Linked DNA regions of Macaca mulatta: region 2 is linked to region 1. Evidence: chromatin contacts called from public Hi-C data. All regions are on one chromosome and are shown on one strand. Each heading gives the region's core, a stretch centred on a gene start, on an enhancer-like site or on the middle of the called end of the contact. The rest is flanking DNA. Distances are from core to core; before and after follow the strand shown.

Region 1 (5,499 bases), core at 520-3,019:
AAAAAAATCTGTATCAAGTCCAATTTATTTATTGGGCACCTACTGTGTGCAAGATTTAGTGTGTCCCATCAGGAAACGGCACTCCCAATAAAGAAAAGCATTAATATGGTAATTTACTTAAAACAGGGTGCCTGTTTTGGACACCTTGTTTGGGATCCCTGAAAGTAACCTGTTCTTTATTCATACAATTAGTTTTAGTGCTGCAGGTGATATTTTCTTTTTAAAACCCGGTGTATCAATCTGAGGATCTAAAGATCCTCTACACCAACAAAAATTTATTAAACGGACACTAAACAAAATTTTCTCTCCGAAGCTAGATTTATTCGCATTATTAAAACTTCTCACTTACAATGTTGGAGGAAAAAATCTGGTCGGAGAGAAGATGGGGCGGGGAGTAGAGGGGGCCGGTTTCTCGCGGCCGCGCCCCTCCCCCATCAAAGAATTGAGGAGGGCTCGGGAGCGCAGCGGACTGGGAGGAAGACAATAGGGTACGGTTACCCGGCCCGCGGTGGGGAAGAGCGCTGCACATTTTCAGGCTGCACTCCCACGTGAGCCCAGACGTTCGATGTCTGGGGACGGAGGGCCCAGCGCGCCCAACTTTTGGGGGAGAAGCCCCAGAGACAGTCCTCTATTAACCCCAACCGAAGGCGCTGGAGAGCCCTCACTCCCATCCCCCAAACCCGAACTCCCCCGGACAAACGTACCTTCTTAGCCCCCGCCCCCGCTAGGGTCTCCCAGGCCCAGCCCCCGGTCTCCCTCGCCTGCACCGTGCATCCATCCACCCACGAGGCAGCGCTGCGCGGTCCCCGGTACCCGCACCCGAGGCGAGATTCCCCGGATAGAGGGTCTAGGGAGAAGGCGCTGGTAGCGGCGACCCGGACAAAGCCTGGCGGGGACTCGGGACAGAATCGTCCCACCATGCCGCCTCCCCAGAACTAGCCAATCTGGGCTAAAATAACATGGGGATCCTAAGATGACAAGCAATGGACGTGAAAGATTGCCTCGCAGAGAACGCGGCGTCAGGAGAGGGTCCCCACCTCGGCTCCAGCGCCGAACCTCCCGGGATTGGGATTTAAAAAGAGCCGGATAGCCGTAGCTTCTCCGGGATCCCCAGTCCAACTCCGAGGGTGGAGGATGGGCGTGAGCCGCCCTCCCCGAAAGGGACGGTCGCCTGTCTTTGTGTAGAGCTCGGGGAGCGCGAAGACACTCGTAGGGGGAAGCGGGTCCTCAGGGGACCCAGGGACGACGTCGCCCGGGAGCCTGAGCTCTCCAGGCGCTAATCCCTGCGGGCACCTCGGGCCTCTGGGTGAAAGTGGGAAGCAGGCACCTGGCCGCCTGGGAAGGGACAGCGTGGAACCTGGGGTGGGGCTGAGTCCTCTCAGCCCGCGCGCGGAGCTGCATTGTTCCCAGGGCCGTGGGAGGGGAGGGGGCAGCACGCAAGGGAGTGGAAAAATGGGGTCCACATGGCCCTCTCCCCTGGTCAGCTAAGCAAGATTCTCTCCCAGTCCCTGTCCGTGGCCCGAAGTATGGGCGCAGGACGGCCCCCGGGACCTGGTCCATCTCCCCCGCCCCCACCCCGGGCACGGCCCTGAGCCCCGCCGGGCGCCAGGGCCTCACCTGCGTGGGTAGGAGCAGTGCCAGCAGCAGCAGCCCCAGCCCGAGTCTGGCCACCATTGCTCTGCCCATGTCCCCTCCGTCGGTGCGCTGCGCGTCTCGCTGGATGCCGGGTACCTGAGGAACCTCTGGCTCCGGGCGGGCGCAGGAAAGGTGGGGAGCGCGGCGAGCCGGCGGGACCTTATATACCAGGACAGCCACAATAGCCGTGACGTGGCGCCGCCCGCCCACCCCGGCTCCCCTCCGCCGCCGCCCGCCGCCTCCCAGCCTTCCCCGCCCTGCTCTGGGCTCCCCAGCGCCCCCTCCCCCGCCGCCGCCACCGCCACCGCCGCCGCGGGTCCGGCCCGCGAGGGAGCTCCCCGGGCGGGCGCCGCCGCAGGTGGGCGGGCGCCGCCGGCTGCTGTTACCCGGCTGGTTTCCCCGCGCCGGCTGCGGGCAGCGGGCAGGCTGGCACAGGCGCCCAGCGACTCCACACAGGACCCGGGGCACACATGCGAGCCACACACGCCGCGCTGGGGGCCGGGCCCAAGTTTCCTTTGTTTCCCGGGACCTGCCATCTTACCCCCCAAAAGAAAAGTCCGCCCGTCCGCCGCGGCTGGGCAGCAGCTGGTCCTGGAGCAAGTGCATTGCCACCCAGACTGCAAAATGTGCCCCGGAGACCCGAGAGGGGCTGCGAATTCCAGTGCGACCCGCGTGGGGGGCGGGCGCCGGGGCTCCTCGGGCGGGGTTATCTCTCGGCCCGCCGCAGAGGAAAGGGGAACGCAGCGGGCGTGGCGGGGACGCGGGCCGGACACTCACCCTGGCAGACTGGACCCGGGCGCCGCCTAGCGCTAACCCTTCCCTGCTGGTCGGCGCGGCTCGCAGGCGGTGCCCGGGTCCGGAGCGATCTGCGCGCTCGGCCCCGCGGCCGCGCCCTCCCCGAAGCCCTTGCTTTGTTTTGTGAGCGCCTCGTGTCAGGCAGGCGCAGCGAGCTCACGGGGGCGTCCCGGGTCCGCATCCTCCCCGGAGCTGGGGAGCCTCTCGCTGGGCGCGGACCCGCTGCCGGACGCTGCAAACTACAGGGTTTCGGTCCCCCCCGCTCCTGCCTGCGGCGGGCGAGGAGGAGACGGCCCACCCTGAGGGGATCCCCTCCGCGGTCCTGAAGCCCCCACCGCCCACCCCGAGCGGCTCTGCTCCCTGGTTCTACTCAGGGGGCAGGAGCCTCCCCTCCTGGCGGTACCACTACAATTCACCGTCCTTCTCGAATTCCTGGGGATACACTTTTTCGGTCTCTGTTGCCCGTCATTCGTTTAAAGAGCAAAACCGTTCGGGTTAAAGGCATTTACTTATCCGTAGTTGCCATTAGGCAATTTAATGAACTGGCACAAAGAGGAGATTCGTCATCACTCTTTAGATTTTGGTGGAATACCTTTTTCCTATCCATCTTGTGAAAACTTTCAAGTACACAATAAAAGTTGAAGTAATTTTACTGGTGGAGTATTTTGAGTTTAAATTTTAATTGCAAGACCTAATCTTTTTATTGAAGGTTTAGCCCAAGTGTTTTTCAATCTTTAAAGCAAACAGCAGAGACCAAACCTAGTATGGTTGAAAATTTGTTTAAATTTCACTGTTGCAGAACACTCTCGTTAGTATTTTTGGTTCAATTTTTAATTGCAAGACTTGATCTTTTTATTTAAGGTTTAGCCCAAGCATTTTTCAGTCTTTAAAGCAAACCACAGAGTAGGAAGATTCTAAATTTGTTTAAATTTCACTTTTTCAGAACAGTCTCATTAAAACAAAGTAAGTTTCAGGGAAGCAAAGCGACAATGAAATCTGCAATGGGTCTGTTGACTGAATAGTGACCGAATCGGTTTGTGCCTTGAAGGTCAGTCACTTGCTCAGTAACTTTCCAAGCACGTTTAAGATGTGCTTGGGAACACAAGAATTTCTGTCGAGCACAAGTGGACTTTCCTGTTTAACAGTGTACCACATTGTATAGAAATACTTTGGCCGGGCGTGGTGGCTCACGCCTGTAATTCCAGCAGTTTAGGAGGCTGAGGCTGGCGGATCACCTGAGGTCAGGAGTTCGAGACAAACCTGACCAACATGGTGAAACCCTGTCTCTACTAAAAATACAAAATTAGCCATGCGTGGTTGCTCATACCTTGTAATCCCAGCTACTTGGGAGGCTGAGGCAGGAGAATAGCTTGAACCTGAGAGGTGGAGGTTGCAGTGAGCAGAGATCAGGCCATTGCACTCCAGCCTGGGCAACAAGAGCAAAACTCTGAATGAATGAAAGAGAGAGAGAGAGAGGAAGGGAGGGAGGGAAGGAAGGAGGGAGGGGAGGAAAGGAAGAAAAAGAAAAGGAAGAAAGAAAGAATAAATACTCTGGTCCAGCTTCTCCATTCCTTTTCCGGGTGAAAATATGGACTGTTTGTGACTCAGGAGTGCCGGGTTCCAAGGCAGGGAGCATAGTATGTCCTCCACAAGCTGCTTGTTGAACTAACTGGTGGTATTCCTAGAATAAGACAGCCTCTAAAGACAGACTGCCAGAGTTCAAGCCGTGGCTCTGCTAATTTTGCTGGAGACAAAAAGCCTCAGTTCCTTCATCTATAAAATGGAGATAATAACATCATTAGTAATTAGTTATTAAAGAGTTATTGTATATGTAAATATTAGAATACTGCCTGCCTCAGAGTAGTAGCTCTCACTTAATATTTACTCTTCCACTGAAGGTGCCAGGAACCAGAAGGTAATTACCTTCTCTGCCTCTGTGTAATACGTGAAAGAATATCAGTCTCCAAATAATTCCCAAAACTGGCAAGGCACTTGGGATCTGTGCTTTGTGAACCATTTCATCACCAGCTAATGAGACTGGATAATTCACAGAGCAAAGCCCTTCACCTCTGCCCAGGAGCTCCCCCTGGGCATCCTACTGGAGGTGTTGCCCAGGTCTTTGACAACTGGAGGCCCAACCCAGGTAAGAATCTTCTCTACAGGTCTCCACCCTACCCTGTTTCCTGTACAGCTAGAAACTCAAGAAAACTGCCTGATTTTTCCTTTGCAGTTCTTTTGGTTTATAATTCTTTCTTCCTATTATTCATCCGCTTCTCCTGGTTTTTCGTAGTTTTTTTGCTAATAAAAACTGAGTCATGGCTGGGCGCGGTGGCTCACACCTATAATCCCAGCACTTTGGGAGGCCGAGGTGGGCAGATCACACGGTCAGGAGATCGAGACCATCCTAGCTAACATGACGAAACCCTGTCTCTACTAAAAATACAAAAAATTAGCTGGGCATGGTGGCACACACCTGTAGTCCCAGTTACTCAGGAGGCAGAGAGGTAGGAGAATCGCTTGAACCCAGGAGGCGGAGGTTGCAGTGAGCCGAGATTGCGCCACTGTACTCCAGCCTGGGCAACAGAGAGAGACTCTGTCTCAAAAAAAAAACTTAAGGCCGGGCGCGATGGCTCAAGCCTGTAATCCCAGCACTTTGGGAGGCCGAGACGGGCGGATCACGAGGTCAGGAGATCGAGACCATCCTGGCTAACATGGTGAAACGCCGTCTCTACTAAAACATACAAAAAACTAGCCGGGCGAGGTGGCGGGTGCCTGTAGTCCCAGCTACGCAGGAGGCTGAGCCAGGAGAATGGCGTGAACCTGGGAGGCGGAGCTTGCAGTGAGCTGAGATCCGGCCACTGCACTCTAGCCTGGGTGACAAAGCAAGACTCCGTCTCAAAAAAAAAAAAAAAAAAACTTAGCCAGTAATAACTCATGCCGCTAAACCAAATCGAGACTCTTACCAGTTATCCTGAACTTTTCATTGAGACACATGGCCAATTTCCATTTTGTAGAGAAAGTGTGGCATAGAATGATTTTGAAACAGATTGATTGCATAAATTGATGTAT
Region 2 (4,952 bases), core at 798-3,297, 330 kb before region 1:
AAAAAAAAAAAAAAGCTACAGACACAGTTCTCAAGTCTGAACTTACATATTTAAGGACGCATGAAAACAATCAAGCTTATATTTTATCAAGACAAATGGCCAGAAAGATACCCTGGCCATTGCAATTTCAAAAATTTTGGAAATAATATTTGCAGAGGTATTGTTAAAAACCTAAATGATTCATTTGAGTTAACCAAAGAAGCGTAGTCAAATTTTTAAAAACCGCATACCTTATTAAATAATGACTTTTTTAAAAAAAGGTAATGTCTTTTGAAAACTTACTTCTCATATTAACGTCTATAGGATTTACACTGGCAGCGTGAACTTTGACAATGACTTCATTTGGATAGTGTATGATAGGTATCAGCATGTTCTGAGTGAATCGAAGTACTTCATTCTTCCCGTATTTATCTATCACCCAAGCAGGCATGATAGTGCTCCTTGGAGAGGTAGTACTAATCCTTCTAACTGAAGGCTTTTGGACAACTTTGCTTCTCCAGAAGCAAACCGCAGTGCATGCATTTCTTCTAAGTACGTAAGTCTTCAGAAATTCCATTGCAAACACTGGTTGAACGGCGTGCTCAAATTCAAATACACTTGGACTGGATCAAACTCTCACCCCTGAATTCGGTCAAATTCTGCCAAACCACCGGCTAGTTTCAAAATTAAGCATGCAAAACGGAGCATTCGAAAATGAAGCTAATCTAATGGAGAAACTGAAAGAATATGGAACTTTTATTCTGCTCTTCGCATATGAAATGCTCCAATCAACGTTCCAGTCAGTATTCTGTCTATTCTCCTCCCTCCCTTTCACCCTCTCCCCTTCTAAAAAAAAAGGGGGGGGGGATAAAAAAGCAGGTGCGCAAACCCCCTAGATCCCTGCCCTGTCCTGGGAACCTTCGGCGGGACAGGCAGACACCGCTCTCGGTCCAACGCCAGAGAATCGAACGCTTGCCGACTGCCGCCGCGACCCTGACCCGGAATCTCCTTGCCTGCCCGCTCTCCTCAGCCGCCGGGGTGGCTTTACGGCGCCAACCAATCGCCTGCAAAGATCATTTCCTCGGGCTGCAATTAAACCAATCCAAGTACTCGATGTTGAAGGGCTCAGTGACAATTAAAGATGGCTGCGGCCATGTACCATCACTAGCGACCGGTGACCTCTTTTTCCTCCTTGCCTGGCTCCTATGGTGGCAGGCTGGGCACGAGGACCATGCTGGGCCGGACCCTCCAAGAAGTGAGTGGAATTGGCTCGCTGAGGCCCCCGGGAAGGCGGAAAGTTAAGCGGACTTCGTTGACAAAGAGTCCCTGGGCTTTACCACGCATTTTGGCCCACCTCGCTGCCTTCTCTTGAACTGAGTGGGGGATAGGTACCTTTCGGTCCTTGGGATGTACTTGCCGTACCCATTCAGGAGTTAGGGCCTTAGCAGGGAAATCTCTGCACCGCGGATCTGTGGGGTGGTGAATCGGCTTCTCACCATTAGACGTTTGTTCTGGTGTGGGTCGGGCACCGGATGGTCTCGGAGTGGGCTTTGCCAGATAAAGGGGGCTTGCGGGGCCACTTCAGTCTCTCTTCTGTCCCCGACACTTAGCTGCAGTTGTCGCTAAGAAGCCCGGCGAAACTGTAGTTTGCAAAATTCAAACCAGTAATGTTTGGGCTTTTTCAAAGAATTCGTTCTCTAGGATTTACCAACCACTAAGATACCAGGGATTCCCGAACCCGTGTCTCCATTTCCTGGACGTCATGTTTGAACTCTAGGCTGTATTTGTGAACGCCTTCTGGGCAGTTCTTCTAAATGTCACGTAAGCACCCTCAAATTCACTTTAATCAGTGAAGTAATCATTGTAACAGGACTTACCTCTCAACCGCCGTCTTAAAAAACAAAAGCTCTGGTATTTCTGAATTCTTAATAGTCTATTTTTAATGGCACAAATATTCTCTCATTTGCCCTTAGATTCTTCCTCATCTTTCATATCCAGTAAATCATTAAGCCCTGTTCATTCTGTCTTGCAGATATGGCTGGAATCTGCCCTCTCACGTTATGTCTGCTGTTAAGCTTTAATTCAGGTCTTTTTACTTCCTTTTTACTTCCATCACTCAACCTTAGAACTGCCTGCAGGCCAGTTGCTATCAGAGTCACGTGAAGCACCTATTAAAACTAAAGCTATGTCCCACTCTAGACTTAATTAGATCTGTGTGGTAGGTTCAGGAGTATGGTTTAATGGGGGCTTCAGGTGATTTCTGGTAAGAAGTAGGCGCTGAGGACCTAAACTGCCTTCCATCTTCCTTTTTATTCCACCCTAGAAGTTGTCGTTTTGTTTGTTTGTTTGTTTCCCAGCTGGCAGCCTGGAATTATAATTATAGATAGCTGTAATATATAATGAGAACTTTAAATCCACAGGCTTTAAATAATAAATAGTTCCTCCCCAAAATACATTATTATTTTACCATTTTAAATTGTATCGAATCAAATTTTTTCTTTAAAAAATAAATTAATAAATGGACAACACCCAAAACTTGTTTTAAAATTAAATACAACCTATAAAAATATGGTATTTCCTTTTTCTGCCTTTTCCACTGGCAATCTAAGTAACAGAAAGAGACTCTAAAGAAAATATTTATTTTGGGGTAGCAATGCAATGGGAATATGTGTGATATAGTAAACTATGTGCCTACTCAAGGAGGTTGGGGCAAAGGATGTTTTTAAAGACAGAAAGAAAAAGATTACATAAATTATTTTGAATCAGTTATCCTTGGCCACAAGGATCAGTCACAAAGGTGGCATCAGTCCAAGGTTGAATGGCCAGTTGCTGGACAGACATCCTTACAGAAGTACTTGTGTGTGTGGAAGGTTGCAATGGCCTCTGTGCAAGGTTGTGTTTTTTGCAGTCTTATGATTGTTGTTTTTTAAAAAATTTTAATGGGTACATAGTAGTTGTACGTATTTATGGGGCACATGAGATATTTTGATATAGGCATACAATGCATAGTAATCACATCAGAGTAAATGGTGTGTCCATCACCTCAAGCATTTATCATTTCTTTGTGTTACAAACATTCCAGTTATACTCTTTTAGTTATTTTTAAATGTACAATAAATTATTGTTGACTGTAATCACCCACTGTGCTATCAAATACTGTATCTTATTCATTCTGTCTAACTATATTTTTGTACCCATTACCCATCCCCACTTCCCACCCCTACTACTACCCTTTCTAGCTTCTGGTAACCATCATTCTACTCTACCTCCACGAGATCAATTGTTTTAATTTTTAACTCCCACAAATAGGTGAGAACATGGGATTTTGTCTTTCTGTGCATGGCTTATTTCACTTAACATAATGCCCTCCAGTTCCATCCATGTTGTTGCAAATGACAGGCTCTCATTCTTTTTATGGCTGAATAGTACTCCATTGTGTACATGTAGGACATTTTCTCTATCCATTCATCTGTTGGTAGATACTTAGGTTGCTTTCAAATCTTGGCTATTGTGAATAGTGCTGCAAGAAACATGAGAGAGCAGATATGTCTTTGCTATGTTGATTTTCTTTCCTTTAGGTGCGTATATACCTAGCAGTGAGATTGCTGGATCATATGGTTGTGCTATTTTTTTTAATTTATTTTTAATTTTTTTTTTTTAGAGACAGGGTCTCACTGTGTTGGCCAGGTTGGTCTTGAATTATTGGCCTCAAGCAATCCTCCTCTCTCAGCCTCCCAAAGTGCTAGGATTACAGCTGTGAGCCACTGTGCCCAACCAGTAGTTCTATTTTTAGGTTTTTGAGGAACCTCCATACTATTCTCCATAGTGGCTGTAGTAATTTACATTTCAACCAACTTTTCTCTATCCTCACCAGCATTCATTATTGCCTGTCTTTTGGAAGAAGCCATTTTAAGTGGAGTGAGATGATACCTCATTGTAGTTTTGATTTGCAGTTCTCTAATGATCAGTGATGTTGAGCACGTTTTCATATACCGGTTTGCCATTTATATGTCTTTCTTTTGAGAAATGTCTATTCTGATCTTTTGCCCATTTTTAATTTGATTATTGGATTTTTTTTTCCTGTTGAGTTTTTTGAACTCCTTATATACTTCGGTTATCAATCCCTTGTCAGCTGGAGTGTGATAGTTCTTCTTATCAGGCATTCGTGCATGAGAACCCTCTCTTCTTGACCTTCCTTGACTCCATTAGTCAGGATTTTAACACAAGTGACTCTATTTTGATTTTGACAACTGTCATAGCTCCTTAAGTGCTACCTTTTTTAGTGCTACTTCTCTCTGGTGTCATTGAGTGAGCCATAATGAAAAACAACTTTTGCGTCATGGGGGAAAAAGAACTATTCAGGAGAGCTGACCCAGGGGAAGACCCAGAGGTTGCCTTGGCATGATTGCTTTTACTTAATCACTCCTTTAATGAATACCTATTAATGCCTAGCATGCAAAACATTTGGTGGTTATTTCCCCAGCTCTAAAACTACCTTCTGTCTACTTTGTATTTTTTCCACATCACTGTACTGATGCCCTAAATTCTACCAATTAGAGATTAATTAATTCATACAAATTATCTTTCAATTTAGTTATATTTTACATATGTACAGATGCCTGGCAAGGTTGAACGATTTGTTCACCCATTGTTGTAAATTATAACAGTTCAAATTTCTTCATAATACCTTAATTGAGATAATCAGTTGAAGAGGGGAAAATTTGCTGGGAATTAGGGAGAAGGGCTGGAAATGATGGAGGCAATTTGGGGGATGTGAGTGGAGGCTTATGGTAACAGGAGTCCTGGGATTAGGCACAAAAAAGAGGTAAAATGCCAAGTAGGTAAAATTCCTATTTGTAAATTTTACCCAGGTACATTCAGAAAGGGGGAGGAATCTCACTTTTACTTTTGTCTTTTGTGGCATGATTCCAGTGTTTCTAGGAGTGAGGCACCAGGCTAATATTATTAATCCT

The links. Hi-C and Micro-C count contacts between places; a contact is called where the count stands out from the background.
Region 2: a Hi-C map of fetal cortex germinal zone shows a contact between it and region 1, with 3 times the contacts expected there. The contact joins the promoter of RTN4IP1 here to the promoter of CD24 in region 1. A contact is called at or near these places in 2 of 14 Hi-C or Micro-C datasets (fetal cortex germinal zone and fetal cortical plate).

What each region holds. Positions count from the first base shown.
Region 1 is chr4:78,786,038-78,791,536 of T2T-MMU8v2.0, reverse strand. It overlaps CD24 (CD24 molecule), which reads right to left and starts at 1,769. Exons shown (of 2, transcript XM_077999634.1): 1 at 1,618-1,769. The coding sequence starts at 1,686.
Region 2 is chr4:79,112,350-79,117,301 of T2T-MMU8v2.0, reverse strand. RTN4IP1 (reticulon 4 interacting protein 1) reads right to left here and starts at 2,047. Exons shown (of 9, transcript XM_028847305.2): 1 at 1,857-2,047. QRSL1 (glutaminyl-tRNA amidotransferase subunit QRSL1) reads left to right here and starts at 1,190. Exons shown (of 11, transcript NM_001257501.1): 1 at 1,190-1,234. The coding sequence starts at 1,211.